Regions from separate parts of the Mus musculus genome. Here region 1 is linked to region 2. The links are chromatin contacts, called in public Hi-C maps. All regions are on one chromosome and are shown on one strand. Each heading gives the region's core, a stretch centred on a gene start, on an enhancer-like site or on the middle of the called end of the contact. The rest is flanking DNA. Distances are from core to core; before and after follow the strand shown. Region 1 has its middle 66 kb from the start of Gm19510. Region 2 overlaps Nsmce2 (NSE2/MMS21 homolog, SMC5-SMC6 complex SUMO ligase).

Evidence for each region. A called contact is a pair of places that touch in the nucleus more often than the background predicts.
Region 1: a Hi-C map of bone marrow-derived macrophages shows a contact between it and region 2, with 4 times the contacts expected there. The contact joins two enhancer-like sites. A contact is called at or near these places in 2 of 15 datasets of contacts at CTCF or cohesin (the NIH/3T3 cell line and large pre-B cells), 19 of 484 Hi-C or Micro-C datasets (B cells, the C10 cell line, the C2C12 cell line and 13 more), 11 of 115 datasets of contacts at active chromatin or transcription factors (the NIH/3T3 cell line, T-cell acute lymphoblastic leukemia, bone marrow-derived dendritic cells and 8 more) and 2 of 9 other capture datasets (bone marrow-derived macrophages and embryonic stem cells).

Annotation. Positions count from the first base shown.
Region 1 is chr15:59,726,488-59,731,081 of GRCm38.p6, forward strand. No RefSeq gene overlaps it. Among named protein-coding and RNA genes, the nearest start is that of Gm19510, 66 kb to the right of the region's middle. Within about 2 kb of position 1,789, at least 184 of the 459 cell types and tissues checked have an H3K27ac peak or open chromatin away from gene starts, as enhancers often do. A contact at or near this core is called in the C2C12 cell line, Th17 cells, bone marrow-derived macrophages and 2 more, where this site is marked.
Region 2 is chr15:59,395,429-59,399,624 of GRCm38.p6, forward strand. The region is part of intron 2 of Nsmce2 (NSE2/MMS21 homolog, SMC5-SMC6 complex SUMO ligase); the gene reads left to right. Among named protein-coding and RNA genes, the nearest start is that of Nsmce2, 23 kb to the left of the region's middle. Within about 2 kb of position 2,578, at least 51 of the 459 cell types and tissues checked have an H3K27ac peak or open chromatin away from gene starts, as enhancers often do. A contact at or near this core is called in the C2C12 cell line, Th17 cells, bone marrow-derived macrophages and 2 more, where this site is marked.

The DNA of each region.
Region 1 (4,594 bases), core at 539-3,038, 330 kb after region 2:
CCTTTCTTCCAGCACCTGCTTTATCAGGTCGCCTTAATAAACTTCCTGAAGCTGAAATGCTGTCTCTTGTTCTGCTTTCTGGAGAAGCAAACCCGAAATGGGGACAAGGTTGTTCAGAACTTCTTCTGGACTAAACTCCACAAGCCAAGGCGGGAACTGTGTGTTTCTTCAAACGTAAAATCTTCCATCTTCCAGTGTATCCAGGTGGGGGATACTACATTGGTTGGGGACTAATGTTTAAAATCCACTTTCACCAAGCCTGAGCTTTGAGGACCATTTGGGTCTCACCATTAGCTGTGCCGTCTGGGGCAGCAGCTTGCTTTTCTTATTTCCAGGGGCTTCATATGCAGAACAAATGACAGAGACACTCAGATCCGCTTAGCTGTGCACATCAAGTATATTTGTGGAGTCATTTTGTAGTTGACAGACAAGTGTACAAATGGGAGTCATGACATGTGGAAAACAAGGTGGTAGCCACCAGTGAAAAGGACACAAGCCAGTGACTCCTGAAGTCAGGTTCCCAGAGGAATTTGAACACACTTTTGGTTAGCAGTGCCAGTGTTGGGAAGGCACCCCTTAGAGGTCCTGTTTTAGAGATTCTATTGGTAGAGAGAATTAACTGAGGTCCTATTCTTTTTGTTGAAGTTTATGAACTGATCCCTAAAGAGAAATGGGTATCGCTGGGGACAGGCTAACAGCTGGCATCCATCTTGGTGGGCTGTGGCTCATGGGTGTGACCACTGCACCCAAGCACCTGACAAACACAGATGAAGCAGTCGTTAAGTTCCCAAGGTGTGGAATGGTGGCACACGTGTGTAGGGTGGGTCTTTCTACGTCACTTAACCCACTCTAGAAAGTCTTGTACAGTTCTGCCCAGGAGTCTTGTCTGCTAAGTGATTTTAGATCCCACCAAGCTGGGAACTCAGAAGGGCCACCCATGCAGAAGAGAGTCCGACAAAGGTACCTGAGAACCTGATGCTACAGCAGAGTGTCATGAACCTGGCGTTAAGGCAGAGAGGATGGTACGAAGGCCTTGAGGTGGAAGAGAGCTCAGAGGTGGAGCAAAGTGGGTAGAATTGTAGAGAGGGAGAGGGAGAAAGGCGGGGGGGGGGCAGGAGGCTGACTTAGTTAGAGGTAATGTGAGGTAATCATTTCAACTTTGCAGGCCACGGTCATGGTCAGGCTTAACCTGGCCCCTAGTTATTTTGTGACCTAGGTGTGTGTCCTTTCTTTCTGGGTTCACTTTTTATTGTAGGCAAAAGGGTTGTTTGGACAATTCACTCTCAAGCCTCTCTGTCTGTTGTAAAACAAATCGACAACCAAGACCCACCAGCGCAAACAGCGGCATAGAGACTCTAAGAAGCACAGACGCTAGTGTGCACGCGCACATGCGTGTGTACGTGTGTGTGTACGTGTGTGTGTGTGTGTGTGTGTGTGTGTGTGTGTGTGTGTCTGTGTCTGTGTCTGTGTCTGTGTCTGTGTCCGTGAAGCTCCCACAGAGAGGATCACACCAGATGGGGGCCATCTCTGTAGGCTTCTGCCTGGGCTCACAGATCAGCTTTAGGGTCCACCCGCACAGCACACCACATTTCCATTTGCACAGCAAGGCTGCATCCTTGTCATTTTCTCTCATCCCAGAGTGCCTGGGGCCAGAGGGGACAGGGCAGGGCCCCCGTGTGCCGGAAACTTTTGTTGACCGTGCACATTTCGCTCTACAGGATCAGCACAGCTGCTGTCTTGCCTCATCTCATCTCTGACCCTGAGGGGTGGCCTTCACCCAGTTTGCTAATGTGCTCAGTTCCTCTTTGGGGCATATGCTTGTCCCTCCAAGTTCTCGTGGCTGCGTGGAAGTGGACCTAGGCCCAGAGGGTGACTAAGAGGGGAAGCCCCTGTACTGTGTGGCTCCCAGAGGCTCCTGGTTGTGTAAGGGCCTTTTTTTTTTTTTTTTTGAGGAGGTTGCAGGCAACAGGATGAATCATAGCAAACACACGTGGCTCTAGCAGGGGACAGTCCTTCCTTATGCTGCTGTGGAAAGCAAAGTTTCTTAAAATGAATCAGCAGTGCCTGTACCCCAGGCTGTGGGAGGAGAATGAGGGTTCGAGTTACAGATTTCCAGAGTATTTGGGTGTGGTCCCCAAGGTCTGACAGTTGAGACTGCAGGGACCTAGGTCTCTGGGTCTTTCAGAGATGGAAGGACCTGCATCGCTCACTTGAGTTTTGGCTGGAGACCTGTTACTTAATGTGCAAAAGCTACTTGTCAGGACTGAAGGAGAGATGGGGTGCATTTTCAAGTGAAGAGACATAGGCTCTGAACCTGCAAGTCCCAGAGGGTCTCCTCATCTGGATAACCCAAGAGAGATATTTCTGGCAGCTATTCAGTAGAAAAGAACTCTTCATGCTTTCCCAAGTAGCAAGGCAGAGAGGAAAGTGGCTAGGAACTACCAAGCTTTGAAGTTAGCGTGAAGTTCACATCCCGTATGGTGTTTTGGAGTGAGTCTGCAGACAGCTGAGCCCTGCTTTCTCTTCTGTAAAATCAGGAAACCGTATCTGCCAGCTGAGCACACTGTGAAGAACACAAGCGGAAGACAGGCACCATGGCAGACTTCCGTAATTCCAGCTCTCAGGGTGAGGCGGGGGTGGGGGTGGGGGACGGTGCGAATGGAGATTGTCACAAGAGTGAGGAAGACCCACAAGGCCCCCAGTAGAGGGCTTTATAGAACTCCTCAGTAGACACTAAGAGACCAGGGTGGATAGCCAGGCATTTTGGCTCATTAGCTGTGTGTTTGTAGGTTTGTCTTTTAGTTGATGTGCGCCTGAGTTTCTTCATGACTTCTTAATAGACTTGATGGATGGGATGATCGTTGCAAAACTGAAAGTGGTTCAGAAGCCTGGGACATTCTGAATGCTGACCAGTTAACAGCAAACCCCGCCTCTTCCCACCTTTCTGAAGTCTATTGGGCCTACATTGATATCATCATATTACATCCTAATGATACCAGGCCCTTTCCTTGATCCTTTGGGGGCCCCAGCTCCTAGCCCAATTCACTCCAGCTCTTTAGAAGATAGAAACAAGTGTAACCTACTGCTATCTAACAAAGGTTATCACAGTGTCCGTCATCTTACCAGAGCTCCGGGCGGGACGGGGTGGGGAAGACAGATGAAGTGATCATTATCAGTTTTATCTTTCAAAAGATAAAATGGGCTTCAGAGAGGTGGAAAGAGTCAGGATTTGCTGTGGTCAGCTGGAAAAAGGCACTGGGTCGATCCGTCTTGGAGGAAAAGGAAGTTCTTAGGTATCTGCTGCTCGTTTCCCTTCAGAGATAAAACAACTTCAGAGTGACCAATCTTTATGCTACAAAAGATGTTGGATGCAGCCCACAGTTAGTCCAAACTCATGGTGCATAAAGACCCAGAGATGAGAGTTCTATTCACAGGTTTTGTCAGGGCAATACACTTAAATTTTGGGATTCCCTTCCCTTCCCTTCCCTTCCCTTCCCTTCCCTTCCCTTCCCTTCCCTTCCCTTCCCTTCCCTTCGCAGTTGTGCTCAAGGGCACTGTGGGAGGGGGTTCATGGACAGGGTAGGATCATTTTAGGATAACTCTGTACATTTTTTGGCCCACCTTTCAATGATAGGTAAGGCCAGTGTTCCCTTCCTTTGAATCCGAGCTGGTCTCTGTGAGTCAGATTCATAGAAGACAGCAGAGGCTTGGCTCTTTGAGGCCCTAGTCTCTCAAAAGCCCACAGAACTCCTACATGGTTTTCTTCTATCACTCCGAAATGCAGGTAAGAGGGCTGACAGCCTCAAGACAGCCATACTGTAGAGGTTTCTCTGACCGCCTCACCAGAGGCAGCCTTAGCTGCCAGCATCCCGGACTGAGATTGGATGTATCCGGGAAGCCCAGTCATTCATCGGCATTCAGATGGATACAGTCCATCTTCATGAGGCATGCCCCTCCCTAGAGCAAGGACTTTTAGCTCTGAATTCTTGGCCCACAAAACCAGTAACAAAATAAAGGGGGGAGGTTGTTTGTACCACGGAGTGTTGAAGTCATCCTCTTCACAGTAGTAGTAGTAAGAACACTTCAAACTCAGTTAGGTTTTTGTGGACTCTGTTTCTGGACCAAACATTCAGAAAAAATTAACAAGAGCAGTGGGTAATGGGCCACCCTGGGGCAATCAGAAGGGTGAGAGGGAAGAAAAGGAGCTCACAGAGCAGAGGACTTACAGTACTGGAAATCAGGTTGCAAACTGTATTGTCCACTCCATCAGATAGGCTTGAGGGACAAGGAGACGAGCCAAGATCAGAATCCACGTCTCAACATCTGAATTCCTATTCCTAATTTCCTGGGCACATACAGGACTAAAGAGGTGATGAGACAGTTGGTTCTGCTTCTCCTGGGTCTAGATTTCATTTAGTGAAACTCGGTCTTGGAGTCTCTGTAGAGATTTCCATGGGGTTCCGTTCCTGCATCACCTGTCTGGCAGCCGCTGTATCCCTGGACTCTCCTTGGGGTTAGATGCATTCCCTCATTGTCCCATGTCTATTTGTAATGCACATCTTCAGGTCAAGGGTGTACTGGGGCCTGGGGCTCC
Region 2 (4,196 bases), core at 1,328-3,827:
TCATGGCAGGAAAAATGGCAGTGTGCAGCGGACATGGTGCTGGAGAAAGAGTTGAGAGTTCTACATCCAGATTTGCAAGCAGCAGGAAGTGTATTGATCTATTAGACCTAGCTTGAGCCTCTAAGACCTCAGCCCCACCCCCAGCAACACAACTTCTTCAAGACCACACCTACTTCAAGGCCACACCTCCTAATAATGCCACTCCCTATAGGCCATGCATTCAAACACATGCATGTATGGGGCCATTCTTTATTATTATTTTTTTATTAGATATTTTCTTTATTTACATTTCAAATGTTATCCCCTTTCCTAATTTCCTCTCCAAAAATCCCCTTTCCTCTCCCCTGTTCCCCTGCTCCCCAACCCACCCACTCCTGCTTCCTGGCATAGGCATTCCCCTATACTGGGGCATAGAACCTTCACAGGACCAAGGGCCTCTTCTTCCATTGATGACCGACTAGGCCATCCTCTGCTACATATGCAGTTAGAGCCATGAGTCTCTCTGTGTGTTTTCTTTGGTTGGTGGTTTAGTCCCAGGGAGTTCTGGGGTTACTGGTTAGTTCATATTGTTGTTCCTCCAAGGGGGCTGCAAACCCCTACAGCTCCTTTAGTACTTTCTCTAGATCCTTCATTGGGGACCCTGTGCTCCATCTAATGGATAACTGTGTGCATCCACTTCTATATTAGTCAGGCATGGCAGAGTCTCTCAGGAGACAGCTATATCAGGAGACAGCTTCTTGCTATTATAAATAAGGCTGCATTGAACATAGTGGAGCATGTGTCTTTATTACAAGTTGGGGCATCTTCTGGGTATATACCCAGGAGTGGTATCTCTGGATCTTCTGGTAGAACTATGTCCAATTTTCTAAGGAACCACCAAACTGATTTCCAGAGTGGTTGTACCAGCTTGCAATCCCAGCTCGCCAGCATCTGCTGTCAACTGAGTTTTTGATCTTAGCCATTCTGACTGGTATAAGGTGGAATCTCAGGGTTGTTTTGATTTGCATTTCCCTGATGATTAAGGATGTTGAACATTTTTTTAGGTGCTTCCTAGCCATTCAGTATTCCTCAGTTGAGAATTCTTTGTTTAGCTCTGTACCCCATTTTTAATAAGGGTTATTTGGTTTTCTGGAGTCCAACTTCTTGGGTTCTTTATATATATTGGATATTAGCCCCCTATGTGAATTAGGACTGGTAAAGATCTTTTCGTATGGGGCCATTCCTACTCAAACCACCATATCAGTCTATTTTTCCTTTAGTCTTTCCTCCAGCCATCTAACAGTCCATTAGCCTTTTCGTTTTTGTAATTTGTCCATTTTATTATCTACCCATGTAAAATGTATAATGTAGTGGGGTTTTTAAAATTATATTCATGGATACACATAACCGTTACCACAATCATTTCAAAACCACAACCCCTGGCAAGGTGTGATATTATATACTTATAATTTCATTACTCAAGAGACTGAGGCAGGAGTATTGTGAGTTCAAGGACAGCCTGGGCTGTATAGTGATGAGAGGAGAGGAGACCAACAAGAAAGGAAGTGAGGAAGGGAAAAGAAAGGAAGCAGACCCTGCGTCCTTTAGCATTGCACGCCAGTCTCTCCAGGAGCCACTGATCTACTATGGCTCTATAGCTGTGGAGTTACCTGTTTCAGACATTTCATATAGAAGTGAATTTTATATAAAATGTGGTTTTTTGTGGTTGGAGTGTTCTTGTTTTCAAGCAAGGTTCATCTGTGTTGTTAGATCCATCAGCATTTAATCAGTTAGCACTTCATTTATTTTTATAGTTTAATAATACTCCATTATGTAGTATGTAGCTATACCACATTTTGTAGATCTACCAGTTGGTGGACCCTGGGTTGTTAATATTACTAAATTATTCTTGGATGCTTGTGCTTTGAACGAGGAATGCCCTCACTAGGCTCAGGTATTTGCATTACTTGGTCCCCAGTAGGTGGTGCTGTTTGGAGAGGTTTAGGAGGTGCAGTCTTGCTGGAGGATGGATGTCTCAGGGCTTCCAGATTTTATAGCCTATCCCTGCTTCCAGTTTGCTTTCTCTACTTCTCTCTTGCAATGTGAGCTCTCACCTTCTTGGCACCATGCTTGCAGGTGGCTCCCTGATGTCATGCCTCCCAGCCGAGATGGATTCAAATCCTCTGGGACCAGAGCCCAGATAAGCTTTTGGTCACATGGTGCTGTGTGTAGCACAGCAGCAAATGTAACTATTAATTGTGCTGCTCAGCATCCATTCTCACGTTAGTATCTCAGCATGGTTTCAGTTGGCATTTATGTAATGATGTCATATGCTTTTGGGCTCTTAGAGAAATCTCTGGAGAAGTGCCTATTCATATCCTGTGCACTTTTAAATCCAGTGTCTAAGTTCTTTATATATTCTAGAGAAAAGTCTGATATAAGACATGATCTGCTGGTATTTTTCCTATTGTGTGCTGCATTTTACTTTCTTGATAGTGTTCATTGAAGTATGCAAGGTTGTGATCTTGCGGGAGTCCAGCTGTGTGGATTTGCTGTTTTCGTGGTATGCCTTCCCCTGATAGAGCTTAGCATCAAGCTTGAAGCAGTCCTATTCATGTGTGCTGAGTATGAGTTTTGAGCTGGGACTCATTTGATGACTAGTTCTCTAAAGGTGCTGTGATGAAAACCTTTTCCCAGCAACCATGTGGAACCCTGGAGTTGGTGGGAATTGTAGATGAGAGAGCCTTCAGGACAGGCTTCACATGGGCTGTTGCAGGTTAAAGGTGAGTAGCTGTTTCATGTACTAGAAACAGACTGGAAAAGATTGATGAGTATTTGTCCTGATATGAAAGCTGACAAACCTGCCTGTAAGCTTCATGGCTGCTTGAGAGGTAGGAAACCCCTAAGTCAAAGACAGCAGCTTTTGTTGTTATACCTCAGATAGTATGCCTGTTCTGGTTTACCTTCCTGTCTCCATGCCTCATGGTTTCTGGAGCTGATATGGGAGAGCCCAGGAGGGTTGAGGTCACAACTAAGGAACCTCAGGCTCAGGGGTCCAGTTTTTGGAAGTAGACGCCATCTTAGTCTTGTGAGATCTTGCTCTTACATAAGCATCCTTGTAAAGATGGACTGGGACAGAAGGGCACATGGCACCTTTGCTCCCAAGATGTTCAGAATGAGTGAGAAATGACTTGCTCCCTAGAACCTGACACATTCAGGGAGCTGCAAGTGCTTCAGGGTGAAGATTAACTTCAGCTGAGGCCTTTCCAGGCTGTTGCCACCACCAGTGGTGAAAGCTTCAGCACTTTTCTTTGGAGATGAACTTTGTCCAAGATGCAGGAGAGGCCAGGTGAGATGAAGAGAGGGGTCCTCCTCTGTCCCCAGAGGGAACATAATCCTTTGGTTGTCTGGATGGGGTAATGTTGGGCTTTCAGAACTACAGAATCATGCACTGGCTGCCCACTTTAGTATCATTGTGACTTTAACTTTCAGGTTATTTTCCTTTATAAGTAGTGATGATGTAAAATAGCAGTGAATGTCTTGTAGGGTCCTTAACCATCCACCCATCCACATCTCCCTAACACCTGCCGTATTTGGAGTTGCTGTAAAGTATTAAGGAATGTATCTAAAATGCTCTTTACAGAGCTGGTACATAATATTCATATTGGTCAGTTGCTTTGTTTTTGCTGTAATTATTTGAGCATTTGAAAAGATGGATCCTGTAGAGCCTTAGGGTCAGAATTGACTTTGTACAAAAATACATCCGTGAATTAAAATGCAAATTCTCTATTAGCCTAGATGATTGCTTCATCTCTTAGAGCTTGCTTTTTCCTGCATGTGAAGACTTGAAGTGACTGCCTTTTTGTGGTTATTCTGGGTTTGAGACAGTTATTTCCTTTGTTGTTTAGGGTTTACTTTGAACTATGGTCTTGCTGTGTTGCCCAGGTTAGCCTCCAAAGCTACGTAGGCTCAAGTGATCTTCTTTCTCAGCTACCTGGCTGGAGTACAGACACATGCTACTCTGCTGTATTAAGCTCCTCACTTTAAAGGCGGCCCTGGGCAGAGACTGGCTACATGTGTGTGTGTTTCATTGGTATTCTGCTGAGTACTTAGTTTTAAGTCACTGGGTGCTCTCTAACCAGTGTCTTATTTACATGCAAACAAAATTACACTAAATAACAGATTTTTTTTTTGCAGTCTCTTTTGTCCCATTTTGC